Linked DNA regions of Pan troglodytes: region 2 is linked to region 1. A link is a contact called in public Hi-C data. All regions are on one chromosome and are shown on one strand. Each heading gives the region's core, a stretch centred on a gene start, on an enhancer-like site or on the middle of the called end of the contact. The rest is flanking DNA. Distances are from core to core; before and after follow the strand shown.

Evidence for each region. Hi-C and Micro-C count contacts between places; a contact is called where the count stands out from the background.
Region 2: a contact with region 1 is called in a Hi-C map of induced pluripotent stem cells, with 4 times the contacts expected there. The contact joins the promoter of PRR7 here to the promoter of MXD3 in region 1. A contact is called at or near these places in 5 of 7 Hi-C or Micro-C datasets (blood, induced pluripotent stem cells, a lymphoblastoid cell line and 1 more) and 1 of 1 datasets of contacts at active chromatin or transcription factors (stem cell-derived excitatory neurons).

The regions. Positions count from the first base shown.
Region 1 is chr4:174,931,544-174,938,167 of NHGRI_mPanTro3-v2.0_pri, forward strand. It overlaps MXD3 (MAX dimerization protein 3), which reads right to left and starts at 3,938. Exons shown (of 7, transcript XM_063810895.1): 1 at 3,805-3,938; 2 at 2,835-2,931; 3 at 2,453-2,558; 4 at 1,738-1,767; 5 at 1,496-1,610. The coding sequence starts at 2,904.
Region 2 is chr4:175,066,641-175,073,163 of NHGRI_mPanTro3-v2.0_pri, forward strand. PRR7 (proline rich 7, synaptic) reads left to right here and starts at 3,022. Exons shown (of 3, transcript XM_063811733.1): 1 at 3,022-3,689.

The sequences.
Region 1 (6,624 bases), core at 2,688-5,187:
AGAGCCCTCAGTGGGCAGAAGCTTACATTCGGTCATTCAACAAGAAGGGGAGAATTGGGCCATGGAGGCGTTTGGACTGGGCGTAGAAAGATAAGAGCTGCCGAGGCAAACACAGGGAGGAAGAAACGTCAAGACACAGCAGAGGGAGCCTGGGAAGAGCACAGAGCATTCAGCTTCTGTGGGGCACAGGGAGAGATGAGGCCAAAAGAGCAGCCTACTGGCAAGTCCTGGGTTATGAAGGGCCTTAAGTTTCACAGGAAGGAAGGAGCAGAGGCTTTGTCCTGTCAGGGGCCACTGGTGGGTTTTCAGCAGGAGATGGGCCTGGGTAGATAGGTGTGCTGCAGAGATCATTCTAGAGCAAAGTAGAAGACAGCCTGGTGGAGGCAAAACAGGTAACAGGAAGGCTGGGAGGAGGCCGGTGAATTAAGCCAGGAGAGGGGTGATGGAGCCCCAGAGAAGGAGCACTGCCCAGGTCCTGCCCACAGGCCGGCCAGCCCCTGAGGGGCACACATCATCCATCCGAGAACCAGGCCAGGCAAGCTCCGTGTGAGAAACTGGGCCACTACCCAACCAGAGTGTTACTCAGCCACAATGATGGTAATGACAGACGCCGGGGGGCAGTGCAGCTGTTCCCGCAGCTGTGGTTTATTTACTAACAGCGCATAGGTCTTTGTGTGCCACAGCCCCCAGTGCCTAGAATAGGGCCTAGCAGAACCAGTGCTCAGTAAACACTTGTCGGAGGAGATAACGCAAGCCAGGGAACTGGGCATGGGTCCTGAATCTGCCGCCCATCAGCTGTGCGACTTGTTGGCCCTCAGCCTAGCTGTGCCTCCATGTATTCCTCTAGAGGGCAGGAAAAGTCCTGTGGTTTCCAAGGCCACTTCTGACATGGCCAGGGCCACCTGGGCCTTTATTCAGCACCTCCACTCCTGTCCACCAGGGGGCACCGAGCTCAGCCCCAGCAGCAGCAGGAGCCCTGGGAGGACCAGTGACTGGCGTCTTCTCAGTCCTTTCCCCTCCTGTCCCTGGAGCTGCCTCCCAGGTGGCACCAGGATAGACTGCCCATAACAGGAGGCCTTGAAGGTGAGAGGGGGAGAGCAAGGACCAACCCTCTGCAGTCCCAAGGACCCCCACATACATCCCATCACAGAATTCAACAGCCATCCCCTCCCCTCAAACAGGAGGGAAGGTTAGTCCAGACAGGCTAAGTGACCTGCCCAAGGTCTCACAGCTGTGATCTAAGTGATAACAGCTGTAACAGCAACAGTGAACATTTATAGAGTGAACTCATTTAAGCCTCAACAACCCTCTGAGTTATTGTCTACTTTTCTTCCCATTTAATGGATCTGGAAAGTAAAAGCTCAGAGAGCTGTCCTAAGTCACACAGTTCTTGAGCTCTGACCTCAGGTCTCGTTCCCCAGTCCCACCAGCCCCTCCATTGCACAGCCCTCCATACACCAGGGCAAGCCAGTCCGGGCGCAGCGGGGGGCCTCACCTGGATGTGCATCCTGGCACGGCGCAGCAGGCTCAGCGTGGTGTATCGGGCACAGTCGGCCCCCAGGGGCATCTGCTGCTTCAGCCGCTCCAGGCACCGCTTCAACTGGGCCCTCCTGTGGGGAAGAGGTCTGGAGGGCAGTGCCAGCCCCACCTTGCTGGCCACAGGAATGGCAGGGGAGGGAAGGCCAGAGGGCAGTGGCCCCTGGGGGCTGGCACTGTCAGGGCAGGACTGGGACTCACCTGCGCTTCTCCAGTTCATTGTGCACTGACCTGCCAATGCCAGAGAGGATGGGGTGAAGGGGAATCAGCCACTGCCCATGCCCCAATCCCAGGGCCCCCAGTGGCTCAAGAGCCACTACAGATGTCTGCCCCAAACAAGTCCCCTGTGGAGACCTCATGCTGGCCTCAGACACCAGAGTCCCCTGGCAGGGCAAGGGGAGTCAAAGACACACGGAGCCAAATGCTTAACAGAAGCCTGCCTAGGTGGGTATGGGGGTCCTAACAAGGGCCCCTGCCAGCTGGTCAGAAAGGACTTCCCAGACAGAGGTGACAGCTAAATGCAGAAATAGATGTTTCCCAAGCTGGTAGTGGAGGGAGAGGCATTCAAATAGGAGGGAACAGCATATGCAAAGGGCTGGGGAGAGGAGAGAAAAGGAGGAAGCCAGCGGGGGAGGTGAGTGGCCTGATGTGTGGGGTGCGGGAGTGAGAGTGGAAGCGGGACCCCAACTGCTGTTGGCAGTTCCCGGCACATCTAGAGGTGCTCAACAAATAGTCCTTGAATGAATAGAAAGGTGTGAGTGTGTTTGGAGAGTGGGGAGATGGCAGGAGGGGTCTGAACGCTTCCTGGAGCAGGACACCTGGCCCAAAAGATGCAAGCAACAAGTGGGCAGAGGAGGGCCCGACCAGGGGCGGCGCCCACCCCCACCCCCACTCCCGCCGCCCCCGGCCTCCTCACCGCCCGCTGTCCTGCGCGCCAGGAGCCTGGGGGGGTCGCTTCTTCCTCCTGTGGGTGGGGCCTGGACTGCGATGCGGGCACAGGGACGCATAACCATGCTCGGCCTCTGCCAGAGAGAGCCCCCGCCCGCGTCAGGCTGGGGCTGGACCTGGTCCCAGCGGGAGCCCCAGGCACAGCACGGTCAAGGAAAGGCTTTTGGCGCCAGGACCATTTCCCCCACCCGTCCCTGCTCTACCTCCCCGGGACTCCTCTCGAGTTGAGGGCGAGGCGCCCCGGGATTACTGTCCTAGGGCGGTGCATCCTTCAAGCTGGGAGCCAGGTCCAGTCCAGGCCCGTGTCAGCGAGGTCGCCGCCCGGAATTCAGCCAAGGGTCCTTCCTCACCTCTCTCACGGCGCTCCAGGAACTCGGCCGCCTGCAGCAGGACCTGGATGTTGCTGGCCACGGGTTCCATGTCGGCGACAGCTGGCGGCGGGCCGGCCTAGGGTGCCGGCCGGAGCAAGCGGCTGCAGCACTTTTGTTACAAAGTAACTGACACGGTGCAACAAACACAGGGGCCCGCCCCGCCCCCGGGACGCCCCGCCCGCGGGAACGCCCAGCCCTTGGCTCCGCCCCTCTGGAACCCGCCACGGAGCCGCAGCCCACCCTCCGGCAGCCGCCCCGCCCCGAGTGGTCTCAGACTTTCCAGGGGCAGGTAAGGGCGCTGGCTCCAGGCCTGGCCCTGGAGCGAACCCTCAGGCTAACCGGTGCTGCTTCTTGCCCGCCTCACTCATCCACCCACGCCGGCTCATTGGCGTCTTTGATCTCAGCTTCCAGCCCCGTGCTAGTGACTAGCCCCCAACATAGCACGGCGCTCTGGGGGCCTGGTGGTCCCCTGAAAGCCCCGGGCCCAGCCGCTGCACGTGGGGGCCGCGGGGGCGGGGCCTCCGGCCGCCGCTCGCCCATTCGCACATGGCTTCTCAAGGATCGCTGTTGTCATCCTCGGGGCGGGGTCGGGGAGCCTCTGATGCCCTATTGGCTGGCGCTCTGCCCCGCCCTCTCCCGCCGCTGATCCACACGTTCGGGCGGGAAAAGAAGCAGGTTTCAAATTTGAAAACCCAAGCGATGGGGCGGGGTTGAGAGGGGAGCTGGGCCTCAATGCGCAGGCGCCGGCGGAGGGGCGACGGACCCGGCTCCTGCCCTCCGGGGTCTGTCCCCAAGCCTGCCTGCCATCTGCCCCCGAAGGCCCCCGTGGGCCCCAGCTTCCTACTGTGTCGAATGGGAATAATATCTCGGCCCCCCTCCTCTTCTGTGAGGAAGCTGTTGTTGCTACGAAAACGTCAGTGGGGTAACAGCTTCCTCAGGCAGGCCATACCCTGGAGGCACGCGAAATGGCCTTTTCCGGAGCCTGGGGCTCTGGTATCCACGGAGTTGGGGTCCTCTCCTGTCACTGATGCCTCAGCTGTGTATGACTCAGGAGGTGACCTCCGTCTCTAAGCCTCAGGAGCCCTGCGACAGCGTTGAAGGATCAGAGCCAATGCCTCTGCGGTGCCCATGGCATGAAGGAGCCGCCCATCTCAAAGGCCAGTGCAACCAGACCGCGGCGTTTGCCTCCCAGGCAGCCCCTGCTTGCCTTACTCAGAGTCCATAAACCCTTCTTGCACCTGACTCTCCTAGCCGGCCGAAGGAGTGGCTGTGATGACTTCTAGCCTCAGCACCAGCAGGTGGGGCCACATCTGGGGACAGGAAGATGAACGCAGCTGTAGCAGGGTGGAGCATTGCTGCCAGCCACGGGCTGAGTCTGTGACTCCAGTAATCCCAAAATAGAGAGGGGAGGGAAGGTGGGAGGGATCGATGCTCTGTAAAGAGACAGTCCTGGTTAAACACAGGCACATGTCAGTCAGGCCTCAGTTCCTTGGGAAAAATCTTTTTTTTTTTTTTTTTTTTTTTTTGAGTCTTGCTCTGTCGCCCAGGCTGAAGCGCAATGGCTCAATCTCGACTCACTGCAACCTCCGCCTCCCGGGTTCAAGCAATTCTCCTGCCTCAGCCTCCCAAGTAGCTGAGACTACAAGCGCCCACCACCACACCCAGCTAATTTTTGTATTTTTAGTAGAGACGGGGTTTCACCGTGTTGGCCAGGCTGGTCTCGAACTCCTGACCTCAGGTGATCCACCCACCTCAGCCTCCCAAAGTGCTGGGATTACAGGTGTGAGCCACCGTTCCTGGCCGGGAAACATCTTGAAGTTTCGGCCAGGCGCCGAAAAAAAATGAAGTTTCTCTAAGAGTTGCTCACAGCGGAATAACTGCCCTGTCTAGGCAGACGATCCATCTACCCAGCCGCCTGTCCTTAACTCACAAAATATTTGCTGAGCTCTCACTGGACACCAGGCGCTGTGCTGGGGGCTGGAGGACATATGATAGGCAAAATCATACAGGGTCCCTGCCCTTGCAGAGCTCATAGGCTTGAGAGGGAAAGACACCAATACAGTCGCAGGAAGGCGGAGGTCCAGCTGGACAGGTCCTCACAGGGAGAGACCGTGCCCCACAACACATTCTAAGGAACATTTGACCTAATTGGTGAGGTCAGAGAAGGCTTTACTGGGGAAATGGATGAAGAAGTGTTATCTAAGTATAGGAGAGATGAAAGAATTCTAGACAAAGGAACAGCACGTGCAAAGGCCCTGGGGCTGAAAGGAGCGTGGCAGGGGCGGTGTGGCTTACAGAGAGCAAATAGCCTGGTGCAGGCTGACACTGGAGAGGCTGCAGGGCCCAGAACATGCTGATGGGTTTCCCCAAACTCCCCCCTGCAATCAGCCATCTCTGAAGGAAGGAGCCGCAAGGCTTGTGAATGAATTTCCAATTTTATTTCACTAAAGTCAGCACCATGCAGTGCAGACACGAACCTACTCAGATGTCTGGGCCCTAGGTGGCCTGGCCTCCAGTCTGGGTGGGATAGGGGTGGGGAGGTTCTGAAGGAGGAGAATTTTCAGCAAAGGGAAAGAAGGAAGCATATGTGAGCTGAAGACATGGCCAGGAGGTGGTGGGAGTCAGGCTGGGGCTGCAGAGGGGCTGGAGGGCTCATGTCAAGGAGTTTGGACTTCATCCTAGGAGCTGCAGAGCGGTTTTGAGCCAGGGACAGCATGTGGGCTGGGGTCAAGGCCACCGGCCAGGCCAGACAGGAACAATACCTCCCCAGGAACAGGATGGGACGGGGCATGGGGGGATCCAGCCTGGACCAGCAGGGATCCTGCCCCGAGCCCTTGGATGTCCCCTGGGCCCCTGTGAGAAAATGCTAGAGCTAGTGGCCTCTAGGCACAGGACTGGACAGAGGAGCTGCAGTGCCCCCCCAGCAGTGACCAGCCCAGATCCTCTGCCCTGGACTCCGCAGGGTCCTGCGCTTCGCCCTGTGACCTCCTGCCTCCACCAGCCCACTGTAACTGGGGTTCTGCTGCCTGTACTTGCAGTGCAGACTCTACCCGGGTCTATGGTCCTCTGGGCTCCAAGGGCAGAGTCTGCATCTGTGCCCTGAGTGGAAGGGAAGAAGGGAGACCCCCCGCCCCAGGCCTTTGTCCCAGTTAGGACCCTTGAAGAGGGGAGCCAGTCCTGGGCTCACCGTCCTCCTCCACTCCATGGACACGGTGCAGGAGGAGATGGCCCTGCGTTCCCCAGATCCTTTCCCCTTCTCCCCTGCAAGGAAGAGTCATCGGGGGAGTCGGGAGCCTGGCTCCGACCCTGGACCCCTGCCCAGCCTCCTCCCTGGGCTGCCTGCAGCCTCCCCTCTCCCAGAGAGCAGCACTCCCCAGTCACAGAGCTAACCAGGTCACGCCCCCACTGAAGGCCTCATGCCCCCGCTGAAGGCCCACGCTCCCATGGCCTTCAGGACAAAGTTTGAGCTGGGCCGTGCCCCTCCTCCTGCTGTGGCAGGGGACATGCCATGGCCTTGCCCACCTCCCTGCCTCTGCCATCTCTGCTCAATGTCACTTGCTCCAGGAGGTTCCCAGGCCTCCCTCCTTCAGCGCATCCTCCCAAGTAGCAGTGGGCCCTGCGTCTCTCAGGGTCAGCCTCTTCCTGCAGACTACGACCTCAGCGGCAGAGCAAACCAATGCCGAACAGGGGCTTGGCCAAGCCATAGGCAAGGGGTAAGGAAGGGCTAGTGGGCCTGTGTCTCCATGCCCACAGGATGTCAGAAGAAGCA
Region 2 (6,523 bases), core at 1,772-4,271, 130 kb after region 1:
GGAGGGAAGCAGGGTGTGCCCTTCCGAGGCCCAGGAGCCCCCAGGGCTGACTCTGAACTAGCCTCTCCAGACAGCCAGGCTTTGGTAGCCTTTGGGCTCACCCAGTGGGTTTCCCAACTTCCTAAATGGGATGGGGCCTAAGGAAAGAAGCCTTGGGTGCCCACTGGGATGTGGGTCTGTTTCTGACTGCTGGTAAGGCGGGCCCCGTTGGTGTCCTTCCCTCCAAGGCTAAGGTGGCCTGGCTGCCTAAATGTGGACTTGAGAGTAGGGTGGGAGCTGTGTAAGGAATGTCTGCCCCAGGCCTGCGTTACCTGGACGCCAGCCATGTACGGGCCCCGGGCTGAGGCACGTGCATCATATCCACCCCTCTGTTTTGCCCTTGACACATTATGGGCAAAGACCTAGACAGTGGGTGACGCTGGCAGATAGGCTGTGGCCAGTGTGGGAGAGTTCTCTGAAGACGGTGGTTGAGCCGGCCTCGAAGTGGACATTCACCTGGGAGGAAGGGGGACTGGGAGGCACTCAAGGGGAGCTTCCTGCCTGGGCTCTGGGGCTGAGAGCTTGTTGCCTACCAGTCTGTCCCAGATCTGGCAACCCCATCACTGCTCTGTAGACTCCCAGTGTCCCCAGCTCCCTGAGAATGCCCCGTAAGCCCCATCAAGCTTGTTCCTGGCCTCTGGACTGGGCACCCAGTGCTGCAGGAGCCACGTGAGCTTTGTAGCTGACAGTTCCAGGTTCAAGCCCCAGCCTGGCCACTTTTCAAGTTGGCCCTGCACAGGCGCTTCCCTGATATGGAAAGGTAGGTGTAAGACCCATCACCTTTCTGGGCAGCTGTTAGAATCCACCAAAGCAGCCAGCCAGCCCCTTGAGTTCCCAAGCCACCGCAGGACTCCCACCTGCTGGGGAGTGGTGCTGAGTACCAAACTAACCACCTGGCTTAAGCACAGCCAGAAGGTGCCAAGCCAGCAGCCTGGCAGAAGGGGCCTTTTGTGGCCCCACTCATGACATGTGGAGTGCCTGCTGCTTCCCATCAACCTAAGGGAAATAAGGGGAGCGGGGACCTGCTCAAGGTCTTCCAACTGGTTAAGTGGCCATTGCAGGGTGGGGAGGAAACCAGGTAATGATGGGAAAGCTGGATCCTACCCATGTATCATGAGAAAGGAGCCTGGGGTGGGTTTGCCCCTCTGCCCCAGGCTGTTATGAGGTGGGAGTGGGGGATTTTTAGGTAGGTGTTAGCATGTCATACCAAAGCCCAGCCCTGGGCAGGTATGCAAGAGTGAGCGCGTGCCAGGTGGACGTGCAGGACCCTGAGGCACTCTGCCTGCACCTGGATCAGGACGCCCTGGCCAGGCTCCCCCTTGGGCTAGGGAGGCATCCAGGGAACTTCTTGGCTAGGGTTAAACTCACCTTAAAGCTCTTAACACAGTGGGTCCTTGGCAGAGGGAACTCCCAGAATTCATTTCCCAAGAAGCTTCCCTGAGCTGTCCTCCATGCCCAGCTCTGTGGTGGGAACTGGGACCCAGATGGAGACGAGGCCCCTGGCAGCTTGGAGCTCAGTCTGGTAGGGAGGCAGACATGGGAACAGCGGGACCCAGTGTGATCAGCACTGTGGAAGAGAGGACTCTAGAGCTGACAGGGTTGGGGGTGGGGCAGCACCAAACAGGGAGGCCCCTTGACCCTGAAGGTGTCAGAATTGGTGCCCTCTGGGACACAGGGTCAGATGCACCCAAGTAGAAGAGCCAGATGGATGGTCCAGGGCTTTAGTGGTTTAGGATGGCTGAGCATGGGAGGCCAGGGGTGGAAGCAAGGAATGGCTGGAGCTGAAGTCAGTGAGACACAGCCAGCTTTGAAAGCTAGATTAAGGATCACAGGGTTAAGGCCCAGATGGGGCCTCATCTGGAAGGTAGGGGATTCCCTGAAGGGTTTTGACTGGTTGTGTTGGGGTGTTTGCTCCAGCATGTACAAAAGCACCCCCAGTCTCTGTCCATGTGGTTTAGACGGGGCTGGGCTTGCACCCCCTGCATACGCATACTCCACACACATACCTAGAGTGAGAGAGCCAGGTGGGAATGTTGCAAGTGACAGAACTGTCCTCCCGCTAACTTAGAAGGTGTTCCAAGGATATGGAGGAGCTTCGGGGTCTTAGTTGTGGGCTCCATTTTCATCAGGAGACACCCACCAGAACCAAGATGATAGAGCCATTTGGTTTTGCCTCTTTGAGCCCAGTTGCAAACTCAAGGAGTCTGAGTGGCCAGGCTGGATACCTGCCTGCTGTGCACTGTCAGGGAGCAGGGCACTTGGGTTCACAGTTTCACCAGGATGGCACCCGTGGGGCAGTGATTCCCCCATTGAAATCAGGGTGCCTGTATACAAAGAAAAGGGAGCGGGTACTGGGAGGCCATTCCCTTTGCATAAGGAGCACATATCCTCTCCCTTAACACACAGGCACTTAGATTGGTTCACTGATAGAGACTCAGCCCAAATGAGTCCAAAAAGAATCATTCGTGGAGTTGTTTGCTTGTATTTTGCTCAAATGATGGGGAAAGAATTGGGGTTCCCTTTCCTCCAGGGATAGATGGCAGGATATGAGCCTAGGGCTGTTGGGGTTGTCCTCGCTACCTCTTGGGGTGAGCTTACCTGAGAGTGATGCAAACAGAAGCAGATACGTGCCTGACACCACTGCGGGAACACCTGGAAGCAACTGTGACCAAGGCTAGAATCTACCCTGGGACTTGCCAGTTGCATGAGCCAGTCCCCTTTGAGCTCAAAGCTTTTTCTTTTCTTTCTCTTTCTTTTCGTTCTTTCCTTTCTTCTTTCTTTTTTATTTTTCTTTCTTTCTTTCCTTTCTCTTTCTTCCTTCTCTTTTTTTTTTTTTTTTTTTTTTGTGAGACAGGGTCTCACCCCCTCCCTTAGGCTGGAGTGCGGTGGCGTGATCTCGGCTCACTGCAACCTCTGCCTCCCGGATTCAAGCGATTCTCCACAGGCGTGCAGATTTTTTTTTTTTTTTTTTTGTATTTTTTGGTAGAGACGGGGTAGAGCTCAAACCTATTTGTTTGGGAGTTCTGTCACTTCAACCCCAAATGTTCCAGCTAATATGGTGGTGGAGGGGTTTTTGGCAAATCACCTTAAGTGCAGTAGAGAAGTTGGACGAAAAACAGCCCAGTTAAGAGGCCGATGGACAGCCAACTTCAGAGTGGCCTCTGCAAGCTTGGACCTCGGGGTAGACAGTGGGGCGCTCTCTAGGGGTCATCTGTTCCCTGCTGGGGTAGGGGGGAGGCATGTCCACGGAGGCCAGGGCTGTGGGTTCGGCACTAGGTCCTCCTCCCCGTGGCTTGCTAGTAGGCATGTGGTGGTGTACGCCTGCTGGGCACCTAGCGAGTGGGGTCGTGAATTGGGAGGGGGCCACGTTGGGGTGCCTGCCTGCTCGGGGGCCCCTGCCCACTGCGTGTGCGCAGCGCCTGTCAGGATGTGACGGGGACCTGGACATGTGTGTGCTCTCCGAGCTGAGCTGTGTGCGCGTCCGGGTTCTCGACCTCAGCTGCCTGGCTGTGCATCCAGCGTGCACGACCGGTGTGGCCTGGGCTCCAGCCTGGAGTGTGGACCGGGTCGGCCGGCGTGTGCCTCCCCTGTGAGGGTGCCCTGGTGGGTGTGAGCCCGGCGGGCTGGAGAGCCGGGTCTCGGCGCCGCAGGTGGGTGACCGTCCTCCCCCTCCTTCCCTCCGGGGGCAGCCTCCTCGCGGCGTGTGGCTGGGGGTGGGGGGCCCTCTGCCGGCTGCCGCGCGCGCGCACGCCGGGCTCAGCACCCGCCGTGTACGCGCCCGTGCGCGCGCCCCGCGCCTCCAGCCCAGCGCTCGGAGCCGCTTTCGCTGCCACTGTCTGCTCCCCCGGGCCGCCGCCGCCGCCGCCGCCTCCCCCCGCAGGCCCGGGGCTCTGTCCGCTGGGCCCGCGCTGCTCGCCCCGAGCCAGGAGAACGAGCTCGAGGAGGATGCCTGGGCCCGTGAGTACCGCGGCGGCTGCGGGCCGGGCGGGCACGGAGCGCGGGCGGAAGATGGTCCCAGGACTGAGCCCTTCCCCGCGGGCGGCTCAGCGCCCTGGCCCCGGGTCGCCGCCCCGGTCCCCCGCCCGGGCCGCGAGCAGCCCCTCCCCCAGTCCACACCGGAGGGAGGGAGAGCGCCAGTGAGCGAGGGAGCCGGAACGGGGCGCGAGCCGCCACCAGTTCGCTTGGAAACGGTTGCCACAGCAACGGGGTTGCGCTCCCCGGCAACACGACTGCGGGGCGGCGACGCCCCCTCCCCCTCCCTCCCCCCTCCCCCGACGCGGGCCCACAGCCCGGGGGTGCAGGGGGAGAGGGGTGCGCGGCGGGGGCATGTCGCCCCTCTGGCCCGGCTGGGTGTGCCTGCCTCCACAGCCCGTCGAGGGTGGGGGTGGGGGCGAACGGCCGTGGGCACGAGCTGGCTCCCACGTGGCTGCAGTCGTCGCAGCAGGGCTCCTGGGGTGGCTGCAAACGTGGGGGCGGCCCAGCCCCTGGGCTTGTCACGGGAGGGGGAGGCATGGAGGCTGGGGCTGGGGTCTTTGCCCATAGACCCCCCACCCACCCACCGCCGCCACCACCTAATCGCGCCGGCCCTGGACATGGCCTGAGCCGAGCTGGGTTCCCCAGGGGCGACGTTTTTTACCAGGGTAGAGGAGCGAAGCTTGCATCCCTCCTCCTCCTCACGGCCGAGGCACGTGCCAAACCGGGCATGGGCCCGCGGTGAGTCTCTGCTCCGTGTTCCTGGCCACCATTCTCCAGGGAGGGGTGGAAGCAGAGTGGGCAGGAGCAGAGGAAAGGATATTGCTGACCCAGGGAAGCTGAAGCCCAGGCCAAATGGGAGCGACCCAGCCCATTGTCTGGATCACAAGTGCCCCTTTCTTGTCTGAGCACAATGTCCCAACTGTACTGAGTAGCATGCAGGTTGGCCAGCAGGGAGGCCCGCGCCACATGGAGGTGCCTGGTCCGCCAGGGGAGCCCCTCTGGGAGGAGAATGGCCTCTGGCTCCCCTCCCAACCTCCCCTCAGCGGGCATGATGCTGGAGAGAGAAATGGCCCTCCTGCCAGCTCTCCCAGGCCTGACTCAGCAGATGCCAGCCCCGACCGCGGGCTTCAGATCCAGGATCCCAGCGACCACAACCGTCCTTGGGTTTCCTTTCCCATCCGGGGAGGCATGCTAGAGGTGACTGGCATCTGGGGCATTGGAGGCCTTGGCATAAGATGCCCTTAGATGGGTGGTGCCCTGGAGGTCAGGCCTGAGTCTCCTGCAGGCAGGGGCGCCTGGGGAATTACTCACGGGTGCCTTTCATTCCCTTCCTGCTCTGTGAGACCTGTGTTGAGTGCTCTGCATCCATTATCTCCTAATTTTTTTTTACAACAGTTGCACAAGGTAAGTTTATTATCCCCATTTTAGAGATGAAGACTCTAAAGGGAGGCTCAGGGAGGTGAGTGACTTGCCCAAGGTCACACTACCAGTAAGTGGCAGAGCTGAGTCTACACCGCAGGCTTCTCTGGGGGCAAAGCTCCTCTCTGCCTGCTAGCTAACTTCTCTTGTAACCCAGGAGAAGAACTGTAGAGCCTTCTTCCTTCACTTTCCTCCAGTGAGGACATTTCCTGTCTTTCGGGTCTTGGTACATTTTTCCTTCTTCCAGCTAAATCAGCCACATTCTTGCTCCCCCAGATGCATTGTAGGATGGGGCCAGCTTTCTCCCTCCCTTCTTCACTTCCTCCCTCCCTCCATTTTCTCCGGTGAGACCAAGCAGCAAAGGGCTGCCTCAGTCCCCTGGGAAAACCCCAAGCCCTGGTCCTCGGCTCATGGGCTCCATGGCCTGCTCAGCTTGCAGTCTTGGCTGTGGGAGAGAAAATTTAGCAAAGATGGGTCCATGCACTGCTGCAGCCTGTGGGTGCTCAGTCTAGCTCCAGGCATTGGAAACCCAAATGCTTCCAAGGATCAGGGGGGAAATGGAATGAGTGAGGCGGGCCAGGGAGCCACTCAGCTCCAATCTTTGTCACTGTGTGAAATGTGGACTTGGTATGACCTGACTGTCCAATTTTCAAGATGAACCAGAAATCCAGACCTTTATATAAAATCTCCTGGATTTTTAAATGTTGGCAATTAATCAGAATGTTTTTAAAAATGGATTGTGAACATGGATTGTTTTTAAAACATGTCTGAGAACTGTGTCCAACCTAAGGGTCCTGTGTCTGAGACCTCTGGTCCGTGGGAAAGGGACCGCAGGTTTTGCTGGGCCGCCTCCAGGCTGTGTACACTGTGACACCAGGGGCTGCTTTCTGCATTTGAGCCTCTTGAGGCTGCAGGGTGATCCCTCATCAGAGGGAGTTCTGTTGTCCCCTCGGCACCCTGGTCCTACTGCTGAAGAAACTCCAGCTCAGGTATGGGAGTAGCCAGGATGGGATCACATGGCTCGGTGAGGGCAGAAGCCAAATTTGAGCTCAGGCCTACCCCTTGGCACTCTGCATGTTACCCAGGCTGC